Regions from separate parts of the Mus musculus genome. Here region 2 is linked to region 1. A link is a contact called in public Hi-C data. All regions are on one chromosome and are shown on one strand. Each heading gives the region's core, a stretch centred on a gene start, on an enhancer-like site or on the middle of the called end of the contact. The rest is flanking DNA. Distances are from core to core; before and after follow the strand shown.

Region 1 (3,343 bases), core at 625-3,124:
ATAAATTTATGGGATATGGTGAAACTAAACATCTGGGGACAGAAAACTTGCTTAAGTCCATCAGCTAAATTTTCAAATGACATAGGATGTTTCATCTGGAATTTAAAGTCAAATAAAAGAAAGGCTGGGGATGCCCCAGGTCTGTTATTACTTTTTTATTTTTTAAAGATTACTATACTTTTGCTATTGGCAAAATGGTCATTAAAAATACAACACAGAGTTAAGCAGTAAAATTGTATTCCATAAAGATAGCACTGTGGATCTTAAACCCCCCACCCATGCAGATGTTCCTAATCAGACTGAAAACACAAATTCACAAACCAGTTTGTTCCAGCTACAGAATAATTTCATTAAAAGCATACTTATAATTGAACAGAAGAAATAATAGTTAAAGCCAGGGAGGTAGTGAGACTGCATGGAAATATAATCACTAGGAGTCTTTGCCAAGAAAGCTGTTCCAAACCTTTAAAGCTGGGAAGTTGAGAAATCAGTTCCTTTTCTGGCTACAGGTAGAACATTACTACCTGAATCAGCCAAAACTCGTGTGGACATACCTTTAAGGAAAGGAGGTACACATACACACACACACACACACACACACACACACACACACACACACACACGAGTGTCATTTTTAAAAATCTGTTCTGGGGATGTTTTACCATGTTATATTTCTCACTGAGACACGAGTTCTGTGGGGACTGCACCTCAGAATTAAACACGCACAGTGCAGTCCACACAAGCTCTGAGGATGCAGGATTCTTCGCTTTGCAAGTAGTGATCTTGGCAATAAGCCTCCTTCATGCACAAAAAGCTTTGTTCTCTGCTATAGCAAGTCCCATGGCTACAGCAGGTAACTGTAACTGTGTGCTGCTAACTGGGCTCATGAGCAATTGTATTCAGGACAGGAAATGTTTTATAGCTTGATTTGATGAAGGTGGGAAATTATGTCAGCACAGTGAAATCATAAAAGCTCATTTCTCACAATCACTGATCCATTACTCTGAACCAATATGAAATTTAACATTGCAAAATATGTAATTCCATTCAAGGGTTACTGCTTAATTGCTTAACTCCTAGCCAGGGGTAGAAAAAAGCCAAGTAATTTTAAAAGCAATTAGGAAAATCACACACAGAAACATCTACTCTGCTTATTTTCCTAAAATTAGTAACCATTTTATTAAGTCTGCTTCACTAGCTACACTGTCACCCCTCAAACATAATCCCCATCCAAGAAGCAAAGTGACATCCACTCTGCAGAAGACTGTAAACCCAAATGCACACTTACCTTGTGCCACCTGTTGAACTGCCAACATTATCCCAGACACAGTGTCTGGAAGCAGGTTTTCCTTCAGATTGTACTGCGGTGCCCATTCCAAGATAGGTAGGCGCCTCTTACACCACTGCTTAATGTCTTCTCGGTGGGGGGTGTGCATCTTGCCCCACAGCACGCTTCTCTTTTTCCTCTTTGCTCCCGTCATTTTTTCAGATTTTCAGATTCCCTCCTGTAGTAGTCAACTTCTTCAAGCAAGGGAGAGAGAAAAAAAAAAAATCGTTGGAGAACACCTCCTTTCGATGCCAGGCTCCAAATCGTCTGTGGTTTACAATGTCAAAGCTATCCAGAAAATAAATGTGAGAGAGAGAGAGAGAGAGAGAGAGAGAGAGAGAGAGAGAGAGAGAGAGAGAGAGAGAGAGAGAGAAACAGAAACACGAATGGATGCAACTGAGCTGTATGCCTTACTGTGGTTCAGCTAATTATTCTAGATAAAAATTATAGACTCAAACCTTAAATTCTTATCTGAATAAGGAATGGTTTCTGTTCATGTAATACTTTTCTGAACTTGGAAAAGTAATAGGTTCGGTGGTGAGATAGTTACAGCTCCCTTGCCAGTAATTCCCTTTATATTCACTGTCGTCTTATGTTTTTGGCTGCATTCCCAATGGTTAATGAGGTAGTTCTGGGCGTGTGGTGGAAGTGGGCTGGGCTATGCTAATGAAACCAGGAAGGATCCAGCCAGCCCAGCGTCTCCTACAAGCAGAAGCGAAGTCCCGACTGCCAGAGGATTTTCTGTAAAGAATATGCTACAGCCACACTTCTTTGTGAGGTATATATTTCCAACATCACTAAAAATTGCCAATTCCATAAAAGTCGGAAACATGATAGGGGACTACATGAGTCCTTGTCATTCTATTCTCTGGAATATGAAGTTTTCATTCATAGAAAAAACATTCAGATAACCACTGTGCCATCTGAGAAAGGACTAGCTAGTTCTTATAAACAAACTGAAATTTCATCTCCTGGGCTAAGGATTTAAGTATCACAATGAGCAAATATTTGTGGCTAGAGTTTATTTTTCTTCCTGTCTCTGCTCATTCACTTTTTACTGATTGTTTCTCTATGTTTTTAATTAACACACTTATGTCATTGTAAATAAAATTTATTGAGAAATTCAGTATCATTAAAACTATTGTTTGAAGCGGCACGGGTGTGTGCACGTGCGTGCACATGTGTGTGTATGTGTGTAATAGTATTTTTGTTGATATAACTTTTAGTAGAGCATTCTTTTAAAAGCTAGTGTTACATTTATAACAGAATAGACTGTCAAAGATTTTATTATAGTATTATTTCCCACAGCCTCCAGAAGAATAAGTCTGTATTATGGTCTGAACCATTGGAATTAACCCCAAAAACCAATATTCTAACTAAAACCGTGAAGCCAGAAGAAAGAAAAGCAAGCATGTAGTTATTTACAGTGCTTTCTAATGTCCGTTTGTCCAGAGACTAGACATCAGATGCTGGAAGCTATTACAACAGTAAGAACTTAGACCCTTTATTCTCCACAGGATTCCTGCTGTGTTTTTCCCATTAATTACATTAAGAGAAAGAGCTACTTTCTCAACTTCAAAAATATGTCCCTTGCTTGTAACATATGTAATACTTGGCAATACTTTTTTTTCAAACTCCATGAATCCTAAATAGATCTAGAGATATACATTTATATGAATGTGTGAGATTTTTTTTCTGTATTTCTCTGTTATTTTCATGACATGACATTTCTAACACTTCAATATATTTCTAACTCAGGGTCAAGCTAAAGGTTAGTAGAGGAGTCTTATGGCTGAGATGAAATTCAGTGGAATAGCTACTGCCTACCATGCATGAAGCCCTTGGTTCACTCCCTAGCAAACAAAGAGGGAGAAGGAGAGGGGAAGAATCTATTTCAGAGAGGAAGCTGCAAATGGTAGCATTTTAAACTTATTGTGTGATCTAAAAATAGCCTGAGGAGATAATTGCAAATGCACACAGTAAGAAACTGTAGGCTGGCTTTCCTTCCTGTGTGGC
Region 2 (3,343 bases), core at 291-2,790, 150 kb after region 1:
TAAAATAAAACAGACTTAAAAAGCTCTAAGCATTATTTCAGAAATTCCTTAATTTCAGCACAATACAATTCCTTTTTGTTTTGTGTCACATTGCTAGATACTAGAGGTTAAACACAATGCTATAGTCCATAATTAACTTACTAAAAACTCCAGGAGCAATTCTGCAAATCCTGTTTCCAAATAAATGAAGATTCTTCAGGGAGGTAAGATATTTTATCTCTTCAGGAACTTCTTGTAAATGGTTGTTTCCCAGGTTTAGTAACGTCAACTGCAAACATAGAGAAATATAAGGTATTTGTACATTATCTATCTCCAAATGGGAAAAGCAGTAAGTTTGCTGACATCTACATAACCTAAGAAAACACAGAGATGATATTTCTATCCATTTTCTTTAGCTGGCACATAATGTAATGTGTTTCATTATGGCATTTTCATGCACATGTGTCATATTAATTAATTCTCATTCTTCCTCCTTCCCACAGTCCTCCCTTTTCTTCTCTATCCCTCTCTTGCTGTCTCCTCCTCCAGCACAGCCTCCCTTCTGCGTCTATATTACGTGCATGGCATAGCCATATCCACTGGAAATGGTCAGATCATTTGAGCAAGGCTAAGCCGGATGCTACAACAGCTGTCCTTCTGTCTCTCACTTTTGGGTTTCTGTCTCTGTGTGTTGCACTCTTGGGGACTTTCTGCATTGTGACTCATTTTATGTCTTTTGCTGAGAAAAATGATGTCTGAGTCTTTTAAGGAGAATCCTTAATTGAAGTTTATCTGGCCACTATTTGGAAGTCTCCCTTGTGCCCTGGAAATGAGTAAAGGCAGGGAAGCGCACAGCTAGATGAGGTCATCACTCCAGGAATCTTCTTGGGGTATCTGACCCTGAGTAAACTCAAGAAGTGTAATTGGTGCAGGGTAAACAGAGACAACTGACAAACTGACTGGACAGTAGAGTAGGTTACAGCTTCAAGGCCTGTTTTTATTATAGGCTTGGAGCTCTGTGAAAATGTAGTTGAAAGGTAGGGATGTGATACACGGTACACCCCTGGAGGACTAAAACTCAGTCAATAAGATAGATTAACTAAAATAAACGTTTCCTACTTTATAACATAGATGATGAAACATATAGTAGAAGAGTTGTGTGTTCGTAGTTGCTATTCATAGAAAGACTGGTTCAGATGTTCTCTGTTTGTGTGGAGTGCTCTAAAACTGCAAACACTGCCAGACTAAAAGCAGGCTGTCACATAGCAAATGTGTTGGCTTTGGAGGAGACATTCTTTGGATTCTTTAAATTGGAGTTGTAGGGCTGATAGTAAGAATAAAGTCTGTCCTGTTTATATTTTCTAACTGGAACTAAACGTGTAACCCTGGACATGTAGTAAGAAATCAAACACGTATCTGTACCATTTGGACAATCATCACTCTGCCTGTGTTCTATGAAATCTGTATAAAGAAGCGCCTGATGCGAGCTGTAAGAGTGCCCTGACTATCCACTATCCTGTCTACTCCCTCCCTCCCCTCCACTATTCCTAATCTCCTCTGCAGGCCTCTGTGTCAGCAAAATCCCCCTCCCCCCAGCTCCTCCCATCCTTGGGAAGTCCTGCCCACATACACATGTATTTTATTACCGGCTCCCCAACCTCAGCTGTTCCCTCATTACAGCTTGATCCTCTCTCTCCTCTCTCTGTCTCTCTGTCTCTCTGTCTCTCTGTCTCTCTGTCTCTCTCTCTCTCTCTCTCTCTCTCTCTCTCTGTCTCTCTCTCTCTCCACACACACACACACACACACACACACACACACACACTCTACATGAGGAACTAAAAGGTGATAATTGTCATTCTTAAGCTGGTTCATTTCACTTTATGATCTCTAGTTTAACTTGGGTTTCTGAAAATGTCATGAGCATGAAAATAAAATTTCATTGTGTATATACCATGTATCTTTTTTAAATTTATTTTTCTCTCATATATTACATCCCAACCACAGTTTCTCCCTCCCTCCACTCCTCCTAGACCTTCCTCGACTCCCCACTCCAACCCCCAACTCCCCTCTTGCCCAGATCCGCTCCTCCTCCTTTCACTTCAGAAAAGGACAGACCTCCCAGAAATATCAACGGAACGTGGCATATCATGTTGCAGTAAGACTAGCACAGCCCTTCATATGAAGGCTGGATGAGGGAACACAGTCAAAGAAAAAGTGTTCTAAAAGCAAACAAAGGAGTCAGAGACAGCCCCCACTCCCTCTTTGAGGTGTTCCACAAAAACTACACAACCACAATATATATGTGGACCTAAGGGACCTAAGTCAGACTCACACAGCTTCCCTGATTGTCAGTTCAGCTCTGTGAACCACTATGGACCCTTGTTAGTTGAATCTATCGGCTGCTTTCTTGGTAAAACATTCACTTTACCCATTCATCAGTTGATGACACTCAGGGTAGCTCAATTTTTTCCGTATTGTCAGTAACGCAGCAATCACCGTAGGTGTGCAATTCTTCTGGGCTGTGTTCATTTACAATCTTGCAGGCATATATCAAGTAGTAATATAGTTGAGTCATATGCTGTTTATGTTTTTTACCTTTAACACACTCCATATGCATTTCCATAATGGCTACACCATTTTATACTCCCAATAGTGAATCGGTATCTCCCCCACAACATCTTTGCTAGCATTTGGTCTTATTTGTTTTCTTGGTGAGAGCCATTTGGGGCGAGGTGAGCTGAACTTCCAAACAGCTTTAATTTCCACACTTTTTGAAGACTTCCCAAACATTTATCATCCGTTTCTGTTTGTTCTTTTGAGAAGTGTCTGTTCATGTCATTAGCCATTTACTGGTTGGATTTGGTGTTTTGGTGTTTGATTTTACAGTTCTTTATACACTTTAGACATTATCCCATGTTGATGTACTTAATAAAGTATATTTACTATTAAGCTATCTCTTCATTGACGATTGCTTCCTTCACTGTACATATTTATCAGAGTCTAAGAGGTTTTTGGTGGACTCAGTCATTACGGATATTTTATGCATAGAATCATGTTATGCAAATAAGAATAATTTGACTTCTTCCTTTTCTGTTTGTATTTTTTTTTTATTTCTTTCTCTTTTCTCTCCTGTTTTATTGTTCTGATTTCAAGCACTGGGCCAAGAATGACTGTGTACCCCCCACTAACCCCAGCACTTGGGAGGCAGAGACTGGTAGTCACTGTGAGCTTGAGGACAGCCTGGTCTACGAGTAAGTTCCAGGTCAGTCTGCTGAGGATTCATTTAGTTTCCTTGCATTCATTTGGTAGATCTTACACGTCTAGGAATTGGTCTTTTTTTTTCTAGATTTTTTTCACAAAACAA

Evidence for each region. A called contact is a pair of places that touch in the nucleus more often than the background predicts.
Region 2: a Hi-C map of uterus shows a contact between it and region 1, with 1.8 times the contacts expected there. The contact joins the enhancer-like site here to the promoter of Slc26a7 in region 1. A contact is called at or near these places in 2 of 39 promoter capture datasets (embryonic stem cells and trophoblast stem cells), 1 of 484 Hi-C or Micro-C datasets (uterus) and 1 of 9 other capture datasets (liver).

The regions. Positions count from the first base shown.
Region 1 is chr4:14,619,904-14,623,246 of GRCm38.p6, forward strand. It overlaps Slc26a7 (solute carrier family 26, member 7), which reads right to left and starts at 1,875. Exons shown (of 19, transcript NM_145947.2): 1 at 1,786-1,875; 2 at 1,289-1,521. The coding sequence starts at 1,481.
Region 2 is chr4:14,774,816-14,778,158 of GRCm38.p6, forward strand. Lrrc69 (leucine rich repeat containing 69) reads right to left here. Exons shown (of 8, transcript NM_028499.2): 2 at 142-268. Among named protein-coding and RNA genes, the nearest start is that of Lrrc69, 20 kb to the right of the region's middle. Within about 2 kb of position 1,541, at least 53 of the 459 cell types and tissues checked have an H3K27ac peak or open chromatin away from gene starts, as enhancers often do. A contact at or near this core is called in uterus, where this site is marked.